Regions from separate parts of the Pan troglodytes genome. Here region 1 is linked to region 2. Evidence: chromatin contacts called from public capture Hi-C data. All regions are on one chromosome and are shown on one strand. The core of a region is the stretch at or near the end of the contact, and the rest is flanking DNA. Distances in the headings are between cores, read along the strand shown. Region 1 overlaps RPUSD4 (RNA pseudouridine synthase D4). Region 2 overlaps DDX25 (DEAD-box helicase 25).

Evidence for each region. Capture Hi-C pulls out chosen DNA fragments and counts their contacts.
Region 1: a contact with region 2 is called in a capture Hi-C map of stem cell-derived neural stem cells, with 8 times the contacts expected there. The contact joins two enhancer-like sites. A contact is called at or near these places in 6 of 7 Hi-C or Micro-C datasets (blood, induced pluripotent stem cells, a lymphoblastoid cell line and 1 more) and 1 of 1 other capture datasets (stem cell-derived neural stem cells).

What each region holds. Positions count from the first base shown.
Region 1 is chr9:128,121,983-128,128,729 of NHGRI_mPanTro3-v2.0_pri, forward strand. All of the region lies in intron 7 of RPUSD4 (RNA pseudouridine synthase D4), which reads right to left. Among named protein-coding and RNA genes, the nearest start is that of RPUSD4, 17 kb to the right of the region's middle. Within about 2 kb of position 2,264, at least 1 of the 24 cell types and tissues checked has an H3K27ac peak or open chromatin away from gene starts, as enhancers often do. A contact at or near this core is called in stem cell-derived neural stem cells, where this site is marked.
Region 2 is chr9:127,853,727-127,859,912 of NHGRI_mPanTro3-v2.0_pri, forward strand. It overlaps DDX25 (DEAD-box helicase 25), which reads left to right. Exons shown (of 12, transcript NM_001246450.1): 11 at 423-611; 12 at 2,052-2,342. The coding sequence ends at 2,113. Among named protein-coding and RNA genes, the nearest start is that of DDX25, 19 kb to the left of the region's middle. Within about 2 kb of position 4,050, at least 1 of the 24 cell types and tissues checked has an H3K27ac peak or open chromatin away from gene starts, as enhancers often do. A contact at or near this core is called in stem cell-derived neural stem cells, where this site is marked.

The DNA of each region.
Region 1 (6,747 bases), core at 1,014-3,513, 270 kb after region 2:
GTAAGGCCATGCGTCCAGGCCTGTTTCCTGGCTTTCTAGGTGCGTGCCCTCAGGCAGTCTGCCCAAGCTGATTTCCTCATCTCTGAAATATCTCCTTTGTGGAAGCACTGCGGGATTCAATGAGCTTACACAGCACAGCCCCAGCACCGTGCCTGGCTCGCGGCCAGTGTCCGATAGAAGCCAGCCTCTGCTGCTGTGACCACCTTCCCCAGCAGTGGCTGGTGTGTGCTATGGGCTGACTGTCTCTCCCAAATTCCTGTGTTGAAGCCTCAACCCCAGTACCTCAGAATGTGACGACCCTTGGAGATAAGCCTTTAAGGGGGTGAGTCCATTGAAATGGAGCCTCGAGGACGTGCCCTCACCCACTCTGACCAGTGTCCCTGTAAGAAGAGGCAATCAGACCACAGGCCACACCGAGGAGAAGCTGTGTGAGCGCACACAGAGAAGGCAGCCATCAGCAACAGAGAGGCCTCCAGAGAAACCAAGCCTGCCAACACCTGGATCTTGGACTTCCAGCCTCCAGAACCATGAGCAAATGAATTTCTGTTGTCTAAGCCACCCAGGCTGTGATATTTCGTTATGGCAGCCCCAGCAAACTGTGATATTTTGTTATGGCAAGCTGCAGTGTGACCAGTCACTGCCTGGGATGCCAGGCCCCAGAAAGGACGGGAAGGGCCCGGGCAGGATAGTAAAAGGCCCGATGTCCAGGTCCCTTCTGGGAGGCTTCACTTCCAAGTACAGTCTGGATTTCTAAACTGGATCCAAACATTGAGTTTCTACACTGCCCTTCTCTGAGATGCTGAATTTGTGGGTTCTAGTAAGGGATTAGGGGTGTTGTGTCTTCTCCCGAATAAGTAATCTCGGCATAACCAGACTTAGGGTCTTGAAACTAGAAAGGATCTCAGAGATTGTCTTATCTAGAGACTGAGATCATCAACTTTGTCTCAACTGCCCATTTTACAGGTGAGGAAACTGAGGTCTGGAAAGATGGTGACACAGCTAGCTAGCGGCAGAATTTAAAAAGAACCCAGTTGCCTTGTCTTTCCATTAGGAGACCTGCCTTCCTGCTCCAAGTGTACACTCGCTCATCCCTGGCTGGGATCTGGGAAGGCTGGAGAGAGGAGAATCGGGACTTCTCTTTTGGTCTCTCAGCACCTGGTTCACTGGAGAAACACAGGTTAAGAGTGGGGCTCCCAAGTTAGACGGATGGGTCAAAACCTAGTTCTGCTGTGTACAGATGTGGCCTCGGGAAATCAATGGACCACTCTGGGCTTCATGTTCATCATCTGTAAAATGGAAATAAAAACAAGGAAGAATAGTATATCCCTCACAAGGCTATTATGGGGAGCTTTTAAACATAACAGGCTCCACATAGGCCACAAAGGTCGAATGCAGAAATTACCACAAGTGTTGGCTTTCGGGGGTCCGTGTGGGAGTAGGGAAAGGAAGAGTGAGTCTCAGCTGTGATCACAGGCCCTCTAAGCCTCTTGCTTGCTTTCTCTCTTGGAATTTTCTTTCCTAGGCTGGAGAAGTAGGGTGACAAGGGAAATCTGGCTTATAACTCCAGAAAATAAACCCAAGGATACTTCTGGAAAATTCTGTAACTTTAGGCAGGAAAAAGGCCAGACTCCCCGGCAGGGCCAGGACGGGCTGGCAGCCTTTCAGACACGGCTTGACCGAGGCCCTGGTGTGAGACAGAGGCTCGGAGGACCGCACAGAGCCCAGGGCACAGTGGCTCGCTCCCTCTCTGTCCTCCTGCCACCTTCCAGCTCCCGCCCTCTCTTTTCCTCTGTCTTCTTTCCCATGAAGGTGGCACCTTCAGTGGCCAGTGAGTCCCTGGCAGCTGTGAGTGAGTGAGCCCAGGCTTGGCAGCTGTCTGTTAGCAACGGAGTTGGAGCATCCCAGCATGGGGGTGATGCCCACAGCCTGAGTCCCCTTCCAGCATGGGGAGCCCCTGATTCCAAGGGGGAGATTCTCGCTTGACCCTCAGAGCGGTGTTGTATGCATGAAGTGATGACCACATGCCCCTTAAAGCCAACTACAGAGAAAGTGGGTGGATGGGTCTGGCCACCACAAGCTCCTCGGAACACAGGCTGGAGGTCTGGGATGAGGGGCCCAAGGCTGTCCACCTGGGCGGCAGGGAGGCCCGAGAGGACAAGAACCAGCCCCAGAGAACGGAGAGATGAAAGAGGTGATGAGGACAAGCTGGCGTCTTCCTGGAAACCTGGATGGGAGAGGAGGCAGTGCCAGCCGCTCTCCCCGTGGGCCTCCCCCCTGCTTGCTCTCTGACCTCGCTGAGCACATCAAAGCGGGAGCCCCTTCCCCCAGGCTGGCTCCCTGAATGGCCCAGGTCATCACTGGCTCCTTGAAGCTGCTGATGGACAGACGGTAATCGCTCCCAGCCTGCTGAAAGAGGACGCGGCTCCAGGTCGGAGCTGGGCCTCGGTGGGCTCCCTGCATGGGAGGCTGTCTTGGCTGCCCACTTCTCGGTCCCCCTCACGGCTCCCTGGGACAGTCTGGTTAGCTTGCCTTGGGGAAAGAGGGTGCTTGGGTAGCTCTGATGCTGGGGTTCAGAGGCCCACAGGCGCAGCAGGTGAGATGTGCAGAGACCTAAGGGGTCTGAGGACCCCTCAGTCCATGTCAGACAGGCCGTGGGAGCGGCAGAGGATCCTGCAGGAATGGCAGGAGTGAGGCCTGCCCTGGGGAAGTTCGTCACCCAAGAACAGCAGAGGATGAAGGGAACAGCCGGGGCTGGCACTCACACACTTACGTGTCGAAGACACATCATTGTAGCAGAGGCATCCAAGCTGTCACTCTCTTACTTTCTCTCCACTATTTAGTAAATAATGCAGGGAAATAATCCATTTACCTGATTGTGCTTAGTGAAAATTGTACATAACTATCAATTAGTGCATCTGATCAGCAGAGATAGCAACTTTTTACTACCTTAAACCAAAATTAAATCAGCAAAGAGCTAAGAATGCTTGACGTTTAGCTACACTGAGCTCACGTAGTGGGTAAATGCCTGTTCCTATTAGGCTTTTGGGTAGTTGAGGACAGCTTGACTATATTTTCTACATTTTTATAATGAACATGTAACACTCTTCTCACTGAGTGTGTAGGAATCAAATTCTATTTCAACTTCACTCAAAGAGCCCAAAACATGACCTCCTACTACTCCATCCTACACGAGAGAACAGAAAACCCAGCGTCAGGCTAGCTAAAAAAGTAGGGGGCCGAGATTTACAACGCTGGAGTAGCCACGGTGAGGGTTATCAGGGGGTTAGAAAAAGATGGTAAGGCTCTTGTGCGGGATACTTCATACTCGATTAAATCATGTTCCCATTTTTTGTAGTAGCTTAGCCTGGAGAGGGATAAAAGCTGGAGTACTGCTGCCATCTGGTGGCAACATCAGAAAATGCATTTTACTGCGTTCATATTAATACAGTAATAAAACTACATTTTACCCTATGAAATTGTCTATATTTGACCCAGTGTAACCATCAAAAATCACAACTTACAAAAATATTACACTTGGGAAAGAACAGACTTCAACAAATGGTGCTAGGACGGCTGGCTACCCAGTCAAAATTGGACACCATCCTTATACCACACACAGAAATGATTTAGGATTATAGACCTAAATCTAGAAAACTCTTAGACAAAAATACAGAAGGAAATCTCCAAGACTTTCTATTAGGTGATGGTTTCTTAGATATGACACCAAAAGCACAAGCAACAAAAGGAAAAATTGGACGACATCAAAATCGACAACTTTCCTATTACAAATAATATAATCAAGAAAGTGAAAAGACAACACAAAGGGAAAAAATATTTGCAGACAATACCTCTAATAAGACAGTGGTATCCAGGCTGGGCGCAGTGGCTCATGCCTGTAATCTCAGCACTTTGGGAGGCCAAAGCAGGGGGATCACTTGAAGTCAGGAGTTTGAGACCAGCCTGCATGGCGAAACCCCATCTCTACTAAAAATACAAAAATTGGCTGAACATGGTGGTGCATGCCTGTAAACCCAGCTACTGGGGAGGCTGAGGCAGGAGGATCACTTGAACCCAGGAGGCGGTGGTTGCAGTGAGCCGAGATCACGCCACTGCACTCTAGCCCAGGCAACAAGAGCGAAACTCTGTCTCAAACAAACAAAAAAGTGGAATCCAGGATATATAAAGAACTCCTACAAATTAATAATAAAAGCAAATAACTGAATTTAAAAATGGGCAAAAGATTTGCATAGATATTTCTTTAGGATGTATAGTCACCAAACACATGAAAAGATGCTCAGTATCATTAGCCACTAGTGAAATGCAAATCAAAACCACAGTGAGAAACCACTTCACATCCACTAGGATGGCTGTAATCAGAAAGATACGTAATAACAAGTGCTGGTGAGAAACTGGACCCCTCATACATTGTTGCTGGGAATGTAAAATGGTGCAACCCCTTTGGAAAACAGTCTGGCAGCTCTAGAAACAGAGTTGCCATACGACCCAGCAATTCCACTCCTAGGTAGGTACCCAAGAAGTTAAAATACACATCCACATAAAAGCTTATACATGAATGTTCAAAGCAGCGTGATTCACAATTGTCAAAAAGCGGAAACAGCCACCAACTGATGAATCGATAAACAAAATTTGGTATATCAATACAATGAAATATTATTCAGCAATATAAAGAAGTAAAATACTGGCCAGGTGCTGTGGCTCACACCTGTAATCCCAGCACTTTGGGAGGCCGAGGTGGGTGGATCACTTGAGGCCTGGAATTCAAGAGCAGCCTGGTCAACACGGCAAAATACTGTCTATACTAAAAATACAAAAATTACCCGGGCATAGTGGCACACGCCTGTAATCCCAGCTACTTTTGAAGCTGAGACACGAGAATCGCTTGAACTCAGGAGGCGGAGGTTGCAATGAGCCAAGATTACGCCACTGCACTCCAGCCTGGGCCACAGAGCGAGACTCTGTCTCAAAACAAAAACAACAAAAAAAGAAGTGAAAGAGTGACATGTGTTACATTGTGAAGGAACCTTGGACACATGACACTAACTCAAAGAAGCCAGTGGCAAAGGAGCACATACTCTATCATTCTGTTTATATGAAACATCTAAAATAGGCAAATCTATAGGGAAATAAGAATCTTTCTATTTCCAGAAAATAGATTAGCAGTTGTCTACGGCTGGGAGTGGGAATGGGGAGTGACAGCTTAGTGGAAGCCACCGTCACATGTTGCATAGAGGACCGTGTCGGCCTCCTCGCTGGTCTCCACACTCCTGTGTTTCCTGACAAAGCATTCTGCAGTCCTCTGCTGAAGGTCCGACAGAGTGAGCCAGGAGTAGGCAAACAGCCCAAGAGGTGTGGAGGGTGGTTAGTCCTCGAGAACTCATATGAACAATGCAGGGGTTCGGGATGCAGATACATCTAGGAGGTAGGGGCATGTGTGTGGACAGATTCGACGGTGGTGAGAAGGCAGGGGCCAGCTGAGCCTTCGGGGTGTATCTGACTAAGTACAAGTCACCATGGCCGTGCCCTCACAGCATGTGAAAATACCTGGGAAAGGCCGGGCGCAGTGGCTCATGTCTATAATCCCAGCACTTTGGAAGGCCGAGGCGGGCGGATCACCTGAGGTCAGGAATTTGAGACCAGCCTGGCCAACATGGTGAAACCCCGTCTCTACTAAAAATACAAAAAATTAGCCAGGTGTGGTGGCAGGCACGTGTAATCCCAGCTACTCGGGAGGCTGAAGCAGGAGAATCACTTGAACCCAGGGAGCGCAGGTTGCAGTGAGCCAAGAGCATGCCATCACACTCCAGCCTGGGGACAACAGCAAAACTTGGTCTCAAAAAAAAAAAAAAGAAAAAAAAAGAAAATACCTGGGAAAGAAGAACTTCACCCATCTGTATAATCACCCCTGATTAAAATCCCTTTCCCACTGCAAGGATGGCAGCAGATGACAGTGTTCCACAGCAGGTGCCAGGAGGGAAGTGAACAGAAATATCTCAAGGCTTCTTGCCTGAAAGGATCCTAAGGCCACAACCAACAGGGGCATCTATGCAGACAGCCACCAAGGCTGGTCACTTGCTGGGGGACAGCAAGGTGAAGGGATCCCTAAGAGAGGACATCAAGAGATGACTAAGGGAGTGGGGGATGGAGAGGAAAACTCAGAGTTCTATAATAATTTGCCTTGCTTTCGTCCTTGGTTCCTGGGAGAGAGAACCTAAATCCTTGGAATTTCCCAAGTGATGTTAACATTTTTGTTATTCATCATGAGCCCTAATAGTTTATGCTATTAAATGTGAGGACTCACGGTGGGGCCTTAGTTTCAGGATGGGTAGTTTCAGGCTGGCCATGCAAAAAGACCGACCATGTGATTAGAGGGTTGGCACTTTGAACCCAGCAGAACCGAGTTCAACAATGTAGCCAATAGTTCAACCATGACAACATAATGAAACCCCAATAAAAACTCTGGACACCAGGGCTTGGGTGACATTCCTGGCTGGTGATGCACATCCATGTGTTGGGAGGGTGACACGGTGGGCAGAGGACATGGTAGCTTCATGCTGGAGACTCTCCCAGACCTTGCCCATGCATCTCTTCTTTTAGCTGGTCCTGATTCATGCCATTTTATTGCTACAGCAAAACCATAATAGTAAGCATAGCTAGTGCTTTGCTGAGTTCTGGGAGTCATTCTAGTGAATGATCAAACCTGAGGGGTTTGTGAACACTCTTGAATTC
Region 2 (6,186 bases), core at 2,800-5,299:
AGCCATGAAATGGAGCAGAGCCAGAGCCCCATGATGGGTAAGCGGGTATGAGACTACAGGGCCTGCTGGGGACTTGGCACAGCAGGAGCAGAGAGGAGAGGGTGGCTCTGTGGGCTTGGTGAGTGCACCTCTCCACCACACACACACACACACACACACACACACACACACACACACACACACACGCCTTGTGTATATTTACATTTCTGTAGCATTCTCTATGGACACGCTCATCTAGCATCATAGACATCACAGCATGCAAGCAAACTTCCTAACCAAAGTACCTGTCTCAATTACATAAGCCCTGGTTGGATTTCTAAATTTTCTCTATAAATAGGAATTCCCTTGGCAGACGTGGTACTTGAATGGCCCGTGTACTGAGGAAAGCATTGCAGGACCCTACAGTGTTTTTCCTCTTCTAGGGATTGATGTGAAGCAGGTCACAATTGTTGTGAACTTTGATCTCCCTGTAAAACAAGGAGAGGAGCCGGACTATGAGACCTACCTCCACCGCATAGGGCGGACGGGGCGCTTTGGGAAAAAAGGCCTTGCCTTCAACATGATTGAAGTGGATGAGCTGCCCTCGCTCATGAAAATCCAGGACCACTTTAGTAAGTAGCACCACCCTCACAATATGAACTACAGACCTGCCGGTCTGACAGTGATGATGTGTGCTGGAGAGCTGGAGTCCAGGGGCTCATGAGAGTAGTAGAAGCAGAATGCATGAGCTGGAAGGCTTCTAATTCACAGGACCAGGGTTCTAATATGAGACAGATGATTAAATAATGCTTATATGGTAATTAAAAATTATTTTGATCAAGCAGAATTAATATGAGCTCAGGCCAGGTGTGGTGGCTCACACCTGTAATCCCAGCACTTTGGGAGGCCGAGGTGGTCAGATCATGAGGTCAGGAAATCCAGACCATCCTGGCCAACATGGTAAAACCCCATCTCTACTAACAATACAAAAATTAGCTGGGCGTGGTGGCACATGCCTGTAGTCTCAGCTGCTGGAGAGGCTGAGGCAGGAGAATCGCTTGAACCCAGGAGGCGGAGGTTGCAGTGAGCTGAGGTCGCACAACTGCACTCCAGCCTGGCGAAAGAGCGAGACTGCGTCTCAAAAAAATAAAATTTGAGCTCAGATTTACATGTTATAACTCATTCTGGAGTCAGAATTTCACATCTTGTGAAGGCAGAGCAGATTACAGAAGCAGATTTTCGTATCTTATAAAGAAATTCCCTAAGCAAAGTAGTAACATCCTTTAAGATTCTCTTCAGTTCTCCTCTTTTACTTACGCTTTTTCCCTCCTCTTGCCCACCCTCCCAAACAGGAAAGTCCTAAATTCTGAAGTCCGCGACCTTTCCTCCAGCCCCCCATCTAAACAAGGCAGGCTCTGATGATGGCCTGCTGGAACTCTGGACTGGCAGATTTCTCTGATGGAAACTCAAAAGGTCCCATGGTTCAAATTGTCCTGTGCCCCAAAGCCCATGGATGTGGCTGGGGAGCAGGGGAGAAGGAACACCTTCCAGGACAGTGGTACTTAACCTTGTAGAAAGCAATAAGCGCTGTCCCCAGGGAAGTGCACACAGGCACACACATGCCATTTGGAATATAATTTTCACAGGTTGGCAGACTGAGTGTAGCACATCCACCGACCTTTCAGGGAAGTAGGTTAAGTGCCCCTGTGTTAGGCTAACTGGGGAGGACAGGGTGAGGAAGATGCGTTAAGGCCACTGTCGCTATGGTGAGCTCCTAAGGCCCTGGTCTCAGGAAGTGACTGCAGTAGAAGAGCCTCAGTCCCTCCCAGGATCTCCTCACTTCCACTCTGGCCTTCTCTGCCCCAGCATATCTAGATACATACATTCCATGGTCTGGTGCATTTGATGCTGTTTGAGTTAGTATTGGTCAGTGATTTTGGCACCCTTCCTTCCTTATGTTCCTATACCAAGGCTTTTTATACGAGGTATCACTGTCTTCAGAAATATGGATGGAATGAAGTTCCATTTAGACCCTGACATAAGACTAGTTCTGTTCTCTTTTGTTCTTTTAGACAGCAGTATTAAGCAACTCAACGCTGAAGACATGGATGAAATTGAAAAGATTGACTATTGAAGAAAGAACTTTATTGTTTGTGCAGTATCCTAGTTTATGTGAGAATGTCTCAGTGGGTTTTGAAGGTAATTTTTTTATGTTGAGGCTTTTTCGACGTGAAACTGTCACAGATGGCAAAATAAATGTCACGGTACTTAGTTTTAAGACATGATGTCTTTTTGAAACCAAATTGATGTGAAGCTTGTGATCCTTTTGAATAAAAAAAAGGCAAGATTATTTCTTATTCTAATCTTTGTACAGGTAATGTCTCAATGTGGGCTATGGGGGTGTTTTTGGATTTGGTTGATGCAATCTGAGCAGATCGTGCCTCTTGGGAGCATCTTACTGTGTCACAAGAGGGCGGTAGAGCTTCGCTGATGTTGGAAGCGGAGCGAGTAGGAAAAAGCCCATGTCCTCAGACCTCACTCACAGGTGCCCTTTCCAGCCATTTATGCCTTTCCCCGCTCCCCGCCTTAAACTCCCCCATGCATGCACATGCATGTTCTTAAGTGAAAGTGCAGATGAAAACTTTTAAAAAGTGAAAGCATTTGAAAGAAAGAGTATTTTACTTCTTTAATGTTTCAAGGGACATACAGAATTTCAGAGTATTTTTCTATTTTGCTTCTCTTCAAATTAGAGAAGATTTACTCCCTCATCAGTTATTTCATAGTCTCTAAAAGTGTGGCTGTATTATGGGCATTTCTTAAAAGCAGTCAGGGGAGGGTAAAAAAAACCCACATACCCTATTAAAGAAGTAACATTTTAGAGAGCAAAAGTTTTTTGCTTTTAAGAATTTAAAGGTATGTCTGAGAATCCTGGACATTTTCCCACAAGGCCCATTGAGATACTTTTTAATTTTTCATATTTCCTACTCAAAAGTAAAGTGTAGTGAGCTTGAGAAGATGGGGTAAATGGAGAGTCCCCCAGAAAGCCGGAGCGGATCTTGTAACCAGAGCGCCGGTACCAGCTCTGTCACGGCACCAAACTGCACCAGTGGCTGCAGTGAGTGGCCCTGTCATCGGTGGGATGGTGGTTCCTGGCATATCTATTTTGATATTCCTCTTCCATGTCACCCTGCCAATGTTTTCTCCTGGAGAGCAGGGCTCAGAAATACATAAAAATCATCATGTGGCTGGGCACAGTGGCTCACACCTGTAATCCTAGCACTTTGGGAGGCCAAGGAGGGCGGATCACGAGGTCAGGAGTTAAGACCAGCCTTACCAACATGGTGAAACCCCTTCTCTACTAAAAATATAAAAATTAGCTGGGCATGGTGGTACGCGTGCCTGTAATCCCAGCTACTCAGGAGGCTGACGCAGAAGAATCACTTGAACCCAGGAGGCCGAGATTGCAGTGAGCCGAGATCGTGCCACTGCACTCCAGCCTGGGCGACAGCGTGAGACTCTATCTCAAAAAAAACACGCTCCCTCATTTAGCAACAGATATTTATTGTATACCCTTTATGCTAAACACCAGGGAAAAGGAGGTGAGTGAGATACAACAGCCATGTTGGAATTCAGAGCCTAATGGCAGAGACCTAGAATAAGCCAGCATGATAACAGACTGTGCTAAAGCAAGCGGGCCCAGATCACTAGTGTAGCACAGAGGAGGGACCCTAACACCATCTAGGCTGGCTCCCAGAGGAAAGGACACTCAGGATCTCCTACAGGAAAGCAGGATGTATTCAACTGTGCCTTCTCAGCATGGACTTTGTACCACCCAGCAACTTTCTAACCTGAGTCTATGAGAGGAAGTGTTCCAGACCCAGCTTATCATAATTACCTGGAGAGCCCGGGGAAAAAAATACAGATTTCCTTCGCCATGCAGATGAAAGCAGACTCTCCGAGGGCAGAGCCCAGAAATACCCACTTCCATAAGGGAGCCGCAAGTGCAGGTAGAGCAGTGGTAACAAAGACGGCCGTTCCAGCGGGAGACCCTCAGGCAGAGAGGCCCTCAGGGACAGAACTTGTAACACATGGAACTCCTGCTGCTCGGTGTCCATCCTGGTTCTCCTTATCCTACATCTGCCCTCCTCTCTGGACTGGAAGCTGGTGATCATTCTTGTCCACTCAATACCCCTAACACAGTGCCCAGTGCATTCTAAGTGCCCAAGGAACCTTTGTCTTTGTTGAGTAAATATTTTTTTCTTTTGCCACTTCCTCATTCACCAATAATTTTTTTTTTAGGTTTTCCATCCTAGTTTTGAACCCCAATTATATGGCACAGGATGAATGAGCCTGAGAAGTGTATCCAGATACTTTGTTCTCTTACTATTCGAGAATCGAGTTGGACCTTCCACCGTGCTCAGCTCAGCCTTGGGGTGTCCTAAATAAAACTTTACCACTTTCCTTTACAGTTCAAATCTCTGGTAAGATCTCCGCCAGTTACCCTCACAAATGTCCTCAGTAATTTTTGTTTGGCAGCTGTTCCCACGGGTCTGCATGAACCAGGTATTTTTCTGCGTTCCCTTTTGCCCCCTCCTCACGTCCCTTTGTCTCACCACCTAGGAGGCAGCAAAGCCATCCTGTGTCACAGCTGCATTAACACGAACTGGCTAGTTCGGTGAGTCAACAATCCAAAGGCTGTTTTTTGCAGGGTGCAGCTCCTGTCAGAGCTGTAAGCAATTTTCCCGTCTTCCTGCATGGCCTGGCCAAGGTCATCTCTCTCAGTGCCTGCCTGAGGACACAGTAGATAGAGAGGCAAGGAAACACCAGGTGATTTCAGTGCAACTGTGAGCTGGGTTCATCAGCTGTATGTTTCTTGGCACCAAATACTAAACCAAATCCATTAAGTTTATCTTGGCCAGCTTAAGACTGTTAGCATATTGAAATTCATGATTACGTAGAGCAGGACTGTGATTTCCAGTGGGTGAGTGAACACCTCGCATGGAACACGGCTGCTATGATGTTAGTTGCTGGATCTAAGGCAACCATTAATAATAGGAAAGGCAAATAAGTTGGTCATAGTCTGGTAGGATGTGTGAGAGCTGCTTTTCAAGAGACATTATTGCTTTTGGTCATGAGAAAGTGTTGATCCTCCTCAGCAAAGCTCGGTCACCATGAAAGCTGCTGGCGGTCTCTGCACATGTGACCAACAGTGGAAAATCTTAGGGGAGTGATGGGGGTGCTGGGTGGTGAGAGTACCTTTCCAGACAGCAGAGAGAGAGAGGCTGGTTGTGTCAAGCCTTGGCTTGGTTCCTGGTCCTCTGAGAGGCTCAGTCTCCTTCCTTTTGATTCAAGTCAGGACCTAGATTAGAAAGAGAACCCCTGCAGAGACAGTCCAGCTGTTGGGATGGGCCTGCACTTTGCTCTCTGAACCGGGGGGCATTACTATGTTCTCACCCACATTGTACAGACAGCCCATCATGCTCAGCCTTGCAGGAGGGTCTTCAGGAGCCCAGCCATCTGGCATATACTGCTTTTCCCAAGGGAGTAACAGAAAGGTCAGATCCTCTTCAATCCTAACCCTCTCACTTCAACTCTCCACTACTTCTGGGGAACAATGATGTATATCCAAGACCCTCATATCATATTAACCCACAGACTATGAAATCATCACAGTCTTGTTCTATGCTACAGGGAATACCAACTTTTTGCCCTAGAAAGAATCCAAGAGGCACTCAACCCCAACATTTTCTATACTTTTGCTAATCCGTGGCTGAGAGAATTTGACATTTTCCCTTCTCTTTTTTTTTTTTTTTTTTTTTGAGATGGAGTCTCACTGTGTTGCCCAGGCTGGAGTGCAGTGGCGTGATCTCGGCTCACTGCAAACTCTGCCTCCCCGGTTCAAGCAATTCTCCTGTCTCAGCCTCCCGAGTAGCTGGGGCTACAGGCACATGCCACCACGCCTGGCTTATTTTTGTATGTTATTTTAGTAGAGATGGGGTTTCACCGTATTGGTCAGGCTGGTCTCGAACTCGTGACCTCAGGTGATCCACACGCCTTGGCTTCCCAAAGTGCTGGGATTACAGGCATCAGCCACGGCGCCCAGCCTCCCCTTCTCATTTCTGTCTGCTGACTCCTCTTCCCGTTCTGCTGCTCACATCCGCAGGTTGATGTTTTCACCCTCGGGGTTCTGCCTTATCCCCTGCCACC